Linked DNA regions of Sus scrofa: region 1 is linked to region 2. Evidence: chromatin contacts called from public HiChIP or PLAC-seq data. All regions are on one chromosome and are shown on one strand. Each heading gives the region's core, a stretch centred on a gene start, on an enhancer-like site or on the middle of the called end of the contact. The rest is flanking DNA. Distances are from core to core; before and after follow the strand shown.

Region 1 (5,166 bases), core at 350-2,849, 260 kb after region 2:
TGTGTTCTGGCTAGGTGCAGGCTGTTAATACTGTCAGTTTCACAAGCTAGAGACGCTGGGGCCCCTCCACCCCAGCCAGGCATGGGAAAGGCACCTGATGTAGAAAATGACACGGGCCTACCTGGAGACTCCCCTTCGGGTCCTGCCTCAATTTAGCAAATGCTTCTCTCCTTTGTATCAGCTTCCAGGGGTCCCTGGAAGCCATCCTGCTCTTGAGGAGGGTCTTGGGACCACAACGCTGGCAACCTCTGCGAGCTGCAGGAACCAGCTACCTGGAATGTGGTGGAACACAGCCTAGGCAGTGGTGACTGCACACAGTAGGTGCTCAGTACCTCAGAGCTGGAAAAAACCCTGGCATAATCCTATCTGTGGCTGGTAGCATCATCACTTTTATCCAGACCCTCGGGGGGGGGGGGGGGGGGGAAAGAGCTTTTACACACATGCTTGTTTTACACACATTTGTTGCGGCCTCGCCACTGCTAGTCAGGCCTCCCAGCTAAGTGTCTACCAGCCATGCTAGCTCCTTCTTCACCCAGTGTCCCAGCCCTCCTCCTCTACCTTCCCTGTAGGCTGCATGTCCTGGGACAGAAACCCTTGTTAAGGTGGAGGATTAAACCTCACTGTGACCTCCAGTGTCTGCTGTGGAAAAGGACTTATTTCTGGGAGAAGAGAGGCCTTCCTAGGCCTACGGTCCTCCCAGCCCTGAGGAAGCCCAGCACCAGATGGTCTGCAAAGAGGTCCTGGACCCCGCGGCATCTTGTGGGGAACTGGGAGTGAGTCACAGCCCCGTGTAGGTCACGGTCCCCCCAGCTGAGTCTCTTTGACTTCAAAACAGAAGGTTGGCACCAAAAACAGGGTGGGGTCTGGCAATACTCGGAGGAAACCACAGATCCCGGAAGAAGTGGAGTTAGGAGGAACATATTTGCAAGTTATATCTGGAGACAAAATATTGCTACATACAAAATATTGCTTAAAGACACCTGGAATAGTAGGGACTTCAAGATCTGTTATCACACAAAGGGGAACCTGTAGCCAGAGATGGCCCCTGGCTTTTTTTGAGGTCACATAGCCAGGTAATTATATGGTCAAGAAATGGCACAGCCAGGTAAAAACAGAACACAGCCAGGCAAGAGCCACACGGAGTGGCTGACCTGGACTGGGCACTAGCTGTTGGCCCTATGCTGGCAGAGGCGGGAGCCCCTGTTTCCTCTGCTTCCCCAGCCCTTTTCCTTCTTCCTACAGCTTCTCCATTTCCCATTTCATGCTTTTGCTCTTTGGCATGGGTGGCAAGGCTTACTGGAGGGCGGGCCTTGTACCAGGCAGAGCAGGTGGCTTGGAGGAAACTCGCCAGAATTATCCAGAAGTGGTGAGGAAACCAAGCTGCCCAGAGGCGGAGGCTCAGGGGAAAGGCCTCTGGTGATCTCTGGCCTGAGTTTCAGTGTTCCACAGGCAGCAGCTCAATGATGGGAGCCTCGGGACGCAGGCCAGGTCCTGGCTCTGGGTTTTTTCTGTCAGGGATTTTCAGAGCAGAAGGGCTGCCAGGTACAGGGTAGGCGCTGTTTCCCCATCAGACCACTAGGGGGTCTCAGAGCCCCAGTTCCTGTGCTGGGGCCTGGACACAAGAGTCCTGGGTGGGGCTGGGAGTCCACATGCAAGGTCAGGCCGAGGCCAGAGAGGGCAGCTGAAGTGGAGGCAGGTCAGCAAAGAGTGTTAAGGGCCTGGCCTAAGATCCCAGCCCAATCTCTTCCTAGCCACCTGGCATTGGCCAAATCCCTAACCTTCTGTGCCTCAGTGTCCTCATCCATGAAATGGGCACAGTGATTGTCCCTGCCTCACAGGGCTGACATGAGATAGAGAAGGCACTGGTATGTAAAAGGGGTTCAACAAATGTTAGCGATTAGTACTATGATTATCACTTACTGTTAACAGTAAAGTCTGCAGCCTTAGGCTGTGGTGTTCTGGGCGGACCAGAGGACAAATTCATAATCCAGGCTACAGCACAGCCCTTTGCTCTCTGCTTCCCCAGGTCCTTCTGTCTAATTCACTCATCCCCCTTATACCTTCACATTCAATTCACAGAAGAGTATTTACCTATAGGTTCCTCTTTATGTACTCCCCTGTCCTCCACATGTCCTCACCCAGGGCACTGGTGACTTCTTAGTGGCTCTATCCAAAAAGTCAGCTCTAAACTCCCCTGATCTCTCTGAAGCATCTGACAGCCAACCCCCTTCTTCTTGACACTAAAATGCTGAGCCCCATGGACCTCATGCTTCAAACCCCCATGATCCTACACCTCCACCCTCGTAAAGGCTGAGATCCTTGCCCAGTTCCCTGCATTGGCAGACTCAGTACCACTTCCCTGCAGAGGCCCCCACTCTGGTCCTCCTCAATCCTGGAATTCTCACTGCCTTGAAATACCATCCCCTCTGCTCCTCCAATCACCATGGTGAACTCCAATGAATCCTTCAAGGCCCAAGTTGGGCTTCTCTCTTAGAAAACTTTTTTCCTGGTGCTGTCTCCTCAGAGATTCCTCGCTGCCTCAAGTGTTCCCAGTACTCCTTTCTTAAGGAATATCTACCACATGCTATTGTGATGTGCTGTCCACAGCTTGGTCCCCTCTAGATGGTAAGCCTCTTGGTGTCAGGACCAAGGGTCCACTTTTGATTCATCTCAGGTCCCCACCCCCAGGAGCTCAATAAGCATTTGTCAAAGGACTGGCTGCTCCTCTGGACCGGATCCCTTGGGAGTGGAAGAATCTCCTAAAAGCCAGAAAACAGGCAATGACAGAGCCTGAGATGACACCTCCCTGGCCAGTCTCCTTCTTTGGGCTCTGGAATGAGGAGAAAGTCCTCCCAAGTACATAGAATGGAGAAACAAGAGGGAACTCACACACAGTGTGCTAGACCTCACCATAGTGGCACTGCCTACATGAGTTCATTTAAATCACAGCAATTCTAGCAGCTAGGCAGCATCAGCCATGTATCATAGGAAGGACATGGGTCAGAAAACATATAACTCTCGCAGAGTTTGAAACAAGTGCAGCTGACCAGGCTCTAAATAAGGTGACCTTTTGCTTTTAAAGGGTAATTAGAGATGAATTGATACTTGGTACTATAATTTTAATAGATCAACTGATTTTTTTTCTTTCCAGGAAAGTATAACCTCATGGACCAGCAGCATCAACACCCCCAGAACTTTATTAGAAATGCAGACTCTCAGGCCCATCCTAGACCTCCTGAATCAGAAACTCTGGGGGTGGGTCCACAAGTCCAGATTTTAACAGGCCTTCCAGGAGATTCTGATGCAAGCTATAATTTGAGAACCACTGCTGTAGGGATTGCAGTGGTTTCCAAACTAATCTGACTACAGAACAAACCCCTTCTAAAGGAAACTGCTTTATGATTGGTGTTAACATATCTTTTTTGTTGTTGTTGTTGTTTTTTGTTTTTTTTAGGGCCACATCTATGGCATATGGAGGTTCCCAATCTAGGAGCTGAATTCGAGCTGTAGCTGCCTGCTTACGCCACAGCATTTCTAATAATGCCAGCTATAGTAATGCCAGATCTGAGCCGCATCTTTGACCTACAGCACAGCTCATGGAAACGCCGGATCCTTAACCCACAGAGTGAGGCAAGGGATCAAACCTGCGTCCTCATGGGTCCTAGTCAGATTCGTTTCTGCTGCGCCACGATGGGAACTCTTGGTGTTAACATAATTTTATGACCCATTTTAAACCAAAAAAACCCCTGCTACTTTGGTGACTATAATTAAACACTTCCAGGTTTGTCTGCCTTTTGGGTGGGACTCTTCTTTCCCCCTACATTTCCTGCTACAAATTTATTTTCCAATGGGATACCTCTGAGTTTATAAGAGAATTCACTAGAGGTAAAAATGATTGATATACAGACAGGGAACAGATAGGACAAGGAGGAGATGACCGTAAAAATTTCCAAGAAGATCAGAGGACTAGGGTAGCACTTGTGAAGTAAAGGGGAGAATCCTATTCCTATGAGTGCTTTGGTGCTGGGGAACCAACTTGTTTCTGAGCTGGGGTGGCAGTAAGAGGGTGTGGGGACATCTTCCAGCAAACCCTTGTGGCTGTGGCTTCCAAAGTCAGGAGAATAGGCTCCCTCAGCTTCTCTGTTCCCGTGACTTCATCTCACTCCTTCTTGTTCCCACCCTGCCTTAGGGAGCCCCACCCCAGACCTTGCCACACTGCTTCGCTCTCTTTCTGCCTCCATGGGAACCCTTCCCCATCCACTGTCAGCCCATCTTTCCTCCTGACCTTCAACTCGGGGCCCTGCTGTTTCCTTCTCTTCACCACCTGCTCCTTTCAAGGAGCTGCCACTTATGTAATTTTGCCTGACCTCAAACCAGGAGTGGGGGGCAGGTCTGTGGGGCTGGGAGCAGGGGTGGGAGGAGTTACTGCCCTCAGACCACACTCCTCCCCCTTCCCTGCAACAAAACCTCTATCCGGCTCTCAACCCCCTCTCCCCTGTTGCTTGTCGGGCTCCCACCCTTGATTGGCCTCAACGCTCCCTGAAGCCTCCGCTAAACCCCCAGCCTGCATGTCCCACTGGTCACAGGCTCTCAATCTCAATCTGCTCCAAGACTGGACTCGTCTCATCACCCCCCAAACTTTTTTCTCCCCCATTTTTCGCCATCCCGAAGCATATGGAGTGCCAGGGCCAGAGATCAGATCTGAGCTGCAGTTTTGACCTACATCGTAGCTGCAGCAACACTTGATCCTTTAACCCACTGTGCTGGGCTGGGGATTGAACCTGCACCCTTGGTGCTGAAGAGATGCCGCTGATCCTGCTGTGCCACAGGAGGAACTCCTCCAGCTTTCCTTTTTAATGGCCACCCTACTTTCCCTACAAGCCAGATGCACAATGTCAAGGGTGCCTGGGGTTCTCCCCTCAGCCTCTCCCCGTTTTGACCTGAAATCCAGCTGGATCCTAGTGCATCCATGCCTGCAGTCCTCTCTGCTCTCCTATTCCCTGTCTTTGCTCAGCCTCTTCCCCATCTCTGCGCTGGCTCATCTGACTCTCAGAGGCTGCCAGGTCAAGCTTCTGCAACACGGCTCTGATTTCTGTCACATCTCCTTGCTTCTTATCAAACACTGCAAGCCCAGACCCCAAGGGGAAGGGTACCCTTCAAAGGGCT
Region 2 (4,951 bases), core at 368-2,867:
TGGGTCCCTAATAATCACAGAGGGCCCACGACAGGGGGACTGCATGGAGCTAGGTTCCCTCCTATGTATGTGACCTTGTCCTCATATTACTCCCCATCTGCCAGGTGTTCTGGCTTTGAATTCTGTGGTATGTTTCCCTTCTGTGGATGGATACAGTTAGAGAAGATTGTTGGCTGTTGTAGGGTTATACATAAGAGAGAAGTGGGATTTACTAGCATTGTGTGGTGTTCCCCCGCCCCCCCAAAAAGTGTTATGTATATTTTTCACTTGACTAGAGACTTATTCTTTAACAATTTGACATGAGAGAATGTGTTTTTTGTTTTGTATGTACAAAGTTGTCATAATCTCTTGCCATTTGTTTTTCTAGGATAATCTTTTTGGGGCTACAACTGCTAAGAAGCAGACATCATCTCTACTAACTCAGAGCCAAGAGAAAGCAAAGCCCTCTGAGCCTTCCAAAAAGAAAGCATCTGCCTTATTGTTTAGCAGCGATGAGGAGGTGGGTTAGAAGTTATCTCCTAGAGAAGAATAGCAGATGGTTTGATGTATTTAAGTGTTTTGGCTGTCTTAAACATTTTCTTTTCTGCCTGTTTTAAATCTAGTGAAAGACTATGTTGACAAGACTGTCTTTCTATTTTTTTTTTTTTTTTTTTTTCTGCTGGCCTGTGCCACAGCCACAGCAAAGCGGGATCCGAGCCGCATCTGCGACCTACACCACAGCTCACGGCAACACCAGATCCTTAACCCACTGAGCGAGGCCAGGGATTGAACCTGAAACCTCATGGTTCCTAGTCGGATTTGTTAACCACTGCACCACGATGGGAATTCCTGTCTTTCTATTCTTGAAGAAGGATATTTAGTATGATATATTAAATTAAAGATTAATCTTTCCAAAATGCTTAGGAATAAAATAAGTATGGCCTTCAAATTGTAATATATGCTTATGCAGATGAGTTAGATCATATTTTACATTGTTAATGCTCTCTGTATTTCATTAATTAATAACTATAGCTAGGATTTGTCTTGTGACACAGTGGGTTAAGATCCAGCCTTGTCACTGCAGTGGCTTGGGTGGCTGCTGTGTTGTGGATTTGATTCCTGGCCTGGGAACTTCCGCATGCTGTAGGCATAGCCAAAAAAAGAAGTGTGGCTAGATATGGTAGGACTAGCCTAAGCTGGTTTAACTCCTTTTCTATAATGGTCTTAACATAATGTCTTCATTGTCTGTCTAGATACATAGTAGCAGAACTAGTTGAGAATACAGTTAAACTGTATTAAGCTGCTATTCATATTTAGCTGTACAGAAAAAGACTTTAAATATAATGATGTTAAAAACTGTGAGCATTAAAAACCTTCCTCTTTTAACAAGATAGATAAGTTATGAGGTTATAAGGTATATGGATAAATTATATATAACAGTGACCCAACCTTGGGCTGCCCAGTGGAACCAGCTGGAAAACTTTAAAGAGTACTGCTACCAGATTCTACCACTGGAGATTTTGAATTAATTGCTTTGGGGGTATGGCCTGTCACTGGAATTTTCTAAAGCTCTTTTGGGGATCCCAGTGTGTGGTCAGTGTCAAATGTCACTGCTCTTGGCAACACTTCTTAAACCATAACTGTGAAGAAATCACCTGGCATCCTGTTACAAAAGCAGGCTCTGATTGAGAAAGTTGGGGGTAGAACTGAGATTCTGTGTAACGGAAGCTTCTGCTTGTGGACCTCACTTTGGTTTGCAAAGCTCTAGATTCCAGAACCCACAGGACCACTTAAGCAAGGGCTTAGGCTTTCCTGATTTGAGGGGGTAAGCATAATAACTAGGTGAGGTTTCCTTAGATGCTTCCTAAAAGCCAGATTCAGAATTTTGTTGTGAAAGGATCCCTAGCAGTTTTCATTGTCTTGTTTACCTTGCATGAGATTTTTATACATTTTTTTCCCAGTCTGCTTTGGGATTTTTAAAAATTTAAATTCCAGCGTTATTCTCCTCCAAAGTTGAGAGTTCTTGACTTAAAATGTTCCTTCTCCTTCTCATCCCCCTCTGTCATGAATTGTGATCTCTGAAGTTGAGTTAGTTCCCTGTCCCAACACAGAGTAGGGTCATAGAGAAACATTGTGGCAGGTGGTGAGGGAGGAAGACGCAGAAGGTCTGTGAGGCCAAAGAACCCAGCCATCTAGATTTGAGTTCAGTAAAGTCCTGGACATGAGCTTTCTTCAGAAGTGATATACTTAGTTTAAGGAATGTGAATTTTCTTTTACTGCTCAGGTTTCTTAATCTGAATTGCCACAGGATTTTAATGTATGTTTTATACTTTAAGGACCAGTGGAATACTACTGTCTCACAGACCAACTCAGCAACTGACAAGTCTAAAGGAGAACTTAGGGACTCTGTGGCCCCCCAGAACCAAGAAGTTAAGACCGTGAAGAAGACCAGCCTCTTTGAGGAGGAGGATGAGGATGATCTGTTTGCTATTGCTAAGAACAGGTGAGACTGTCATCATAAGAAATCATTTCATCAGCGTTTGGAAGTTCCTGCTGTGTTTCAGTGGGTTAAAATCTGACTGCGGGGGCTTGGTTTGCTGTGAAGGTTGCAGGTTTGATTCCCAATCCTGATGCATGCAGTGGGTCGAAGGATCCCCAGTCCTGGCACAGTGGGTTAAAGCTGTAGCTGCAGCTCCGATTCAGTCCCTGGCTCGTGAACTTCCATATGCTGCGGTTGTGGCCATTTAGAAATAAAAAAGAGGGAGTTCCCGTTGTGGCGCAGTGGTTAACGAATCCGACTAGGAACCATGAGGTTGCGGGTTCGATCCCTGCCCTTGCTCAGTGGGTTAACGATCCGGCGTTGCTGTGGCTCTGGTGTAGGCCGGCGGCTACAGCTCTGATTGGACCCCTAGCCTGGGAACATCCCATATGCAGTGGGAGTGGCCCAAGAAATGGCAAAAAGACAAAAAAAAAAAAAAAAAAAAAAAGAAATAAAAAAGAAAGAAAGGAAAGAAAAGAAAAAAGAAATAATTTCCTCAGCATTTGTGTATCAGGTGCAAGGTGTCAGTTGCTGGAGGTGGCATGCTGATCATTCATTAACTGGTAATTGTGCAAATGAGAATGTCTTTGATTTTCATTTGCCAAGTATTCTCCCTGGTCCTCGGAAATGTTTTTCTTCGTGGGTCCTTATCTGATTTCCTCTAGTTATCTTTTTTTTTTTTTAGCCTAAAAGATTATTTTTCTTTGTTAGGGGTTTAAGTACAGTTTGTTGTAGTTTTTTAGGAGGATGGTTCTCTGCAGAGTTGCGCTGTATCACAACTGGTAACCCGTAGCTAAAATAAATGCTCCTACACATTAAGGCTCCGACTAAAAGGCAGCAGGTTATGTAGAGGGAGCATGGGCTGTGGTTTGTATTGTAATGTGCTGCCAGATTAGCTGTGAATTCAGAGAAACTCCCTGGCAAATGTGTATGTGTGTGTGTGTATATTTTTCTTTAGATCCTTAAGTGATTACTCAGAAATTTTAACTGAAGGTAGTAGCATAAAGAGGCAATTGGGAGTTCCTGTCATGGCTCCGCGGTTAATGAGCCTGACTAGTATCCATGAGGACTGGGTTCGATCCCTGGCCTTGCTCAGTGGATTAAGGATCCGGTATTGCCATGGACTATATGGTGGGTCATAGATGCGGCTCAGATCCCCTGTTGCTGTTGCTGTTGCTGTGCAGCTGCAGCTCAGATTCGACCCTTATCCTGGGAACCTCCATATGCCACAGGTGCAGCCCTAAAAAGATGAAAAAATAAAAAGGAGGTAATTGATTGGACATATATGCAATCGATGCATTGATGTGGTTTGATGGATTCAGAAGTGTCTCATATTTCTGTCTGAATACTGTGATCTCTTCAGATGTCACCATTTCTACTCTGGCCCTGTGACTTGGCCCCTGGATGTATCTTGGGCCTCTGGTTAAGAATAGAGGTTCTGGAATCCCAATACCTGTTATTAAATTCTAGCTCTGCCAGTTGTTCTCTGAATAGCCTTAAACAAGTTGCCTAGTCTCTCTGTTTCTCTCTGTTAAACAGAAATGATGAGTACGTCTCTCATAGGATCATTGAGAGGAACTAAATGAAATCCAAAAGTGAGATAATAACTGGTACATTGTAAGCACCTAAATGTAATTTACCATCTTTAGTGCAGGGGAATTAACATTTCATTCCTTTATTTTTTTTCCTCTCCCTCTCTTTCTGTCTCCTGGGACACTCTTCCTTTGTTGCCTGGCCAGCATCTTCCAAGACTCAGTTTAGGCTCTCTCTTTTGAGGGCTTCCCTAACCCAGACAGATGAGAAAAAGAAGAAATAGCATCAGAGGCTAGAGCAAAAATGGCTCCATCTTTAATACCCACTGCCCCCCCCTTTCACATGAGCATTTTCTACCTTGTATAGAAATTATCTGTTTACATGGGTACCCCTCCCTTTGCCCCCTGCCACACATATGGTTACAAGTTTAGAGGTTAGGAAGCATTTGTAGGTCCCAGTACCAACTACACACAGTATCTGACTTTCAGTAATGCAAGCTTTCATCAGATTCTCAAAAAAGCTTTTACAGACGATAACAAGTGTACAAGAGGATGTGGAGAAATTGGAGCCTTCACAATTGTTGGCAGGACTGTAAAATGGTGCAGCCACTTTGGAACACAGTCTAGCAGGTCCATAAAAAGTTAACCATAGAATTGGAGTTCCCGTCGTGGCTCAGTGCTTAACGAATCCGACTAAGAACCATGAGGTTGCGGGTTTGATCCCTGGCCTTGCTCAGTGGGTTAAGGATCCGGCGTTGCCGTGAGCTGTGGTGTAGGTTGTAGACACAGCTCGGATCCCACATTGCTGTGGCTGTGGTGTAGTCCGGTGGCTACTGCTCTGACTGGACCCCTAGCCTTGGAACCTCTATATGCCACGGGAGCAGCCCTAGAAAAGGCAAAA

Evidence for each region. HiChIP or PLAC-seq counts read pairs in DNA pulled down with a chosen protein or histone mark.
Region 1: a contact with region 2 is called in an H3K27ac HiChIP or PLAC-seq map of alveolar macrophages. The contact joins two enhancer-like sites. A contact is called at or near these places in 2 of 2 datasets of contacts at active chromatin or transcription factors (alveolar macrophages and skeletal muscle).

Annotation. Positions count from the first base shown.
Region 1 is chr14:90,873,837-90,879,002 of Sscrofa11.1, forward strand. The region is part of intron 4 of ALOX5 (arachidonate 5-lipoxygenase); the gene reads right to left. Among named protein-coding and RNA genes, the nearest start is that of ALOX5, 31 kb to the right of the region's middle. Within about 2 kb of position 1,600, at least 10 of the 83 cell types and tissues checked have an H3K27ac peak or open chromatin away from gene starts, as enhancers often do. A contact at or near this core is called in alveolar macrophages, where this site is marked.
Region 2 is chr14:90,616,069-90,621,019 of Sscrofa11.1, forward strand. It overlaps LOC100522401 (WASH complex subunit 2A), which reads left to right. Exons shown (of 33, transcript XM_003133111.6): 19 at 368-499; 20 at 2,316-2,482. Among named protein-coding and RNA genes, the nearest start is that of ZFAND4, 25 kb to the right of the region's middle. Within about 2 kb of position 1,618, at least 1 of the 83 cell types and tissues checked has an H3K27ac peak or open chromatin away from gene starts, as enhancers often do. A contact at or near this core is called in alveolar macrophages, where this site is marked.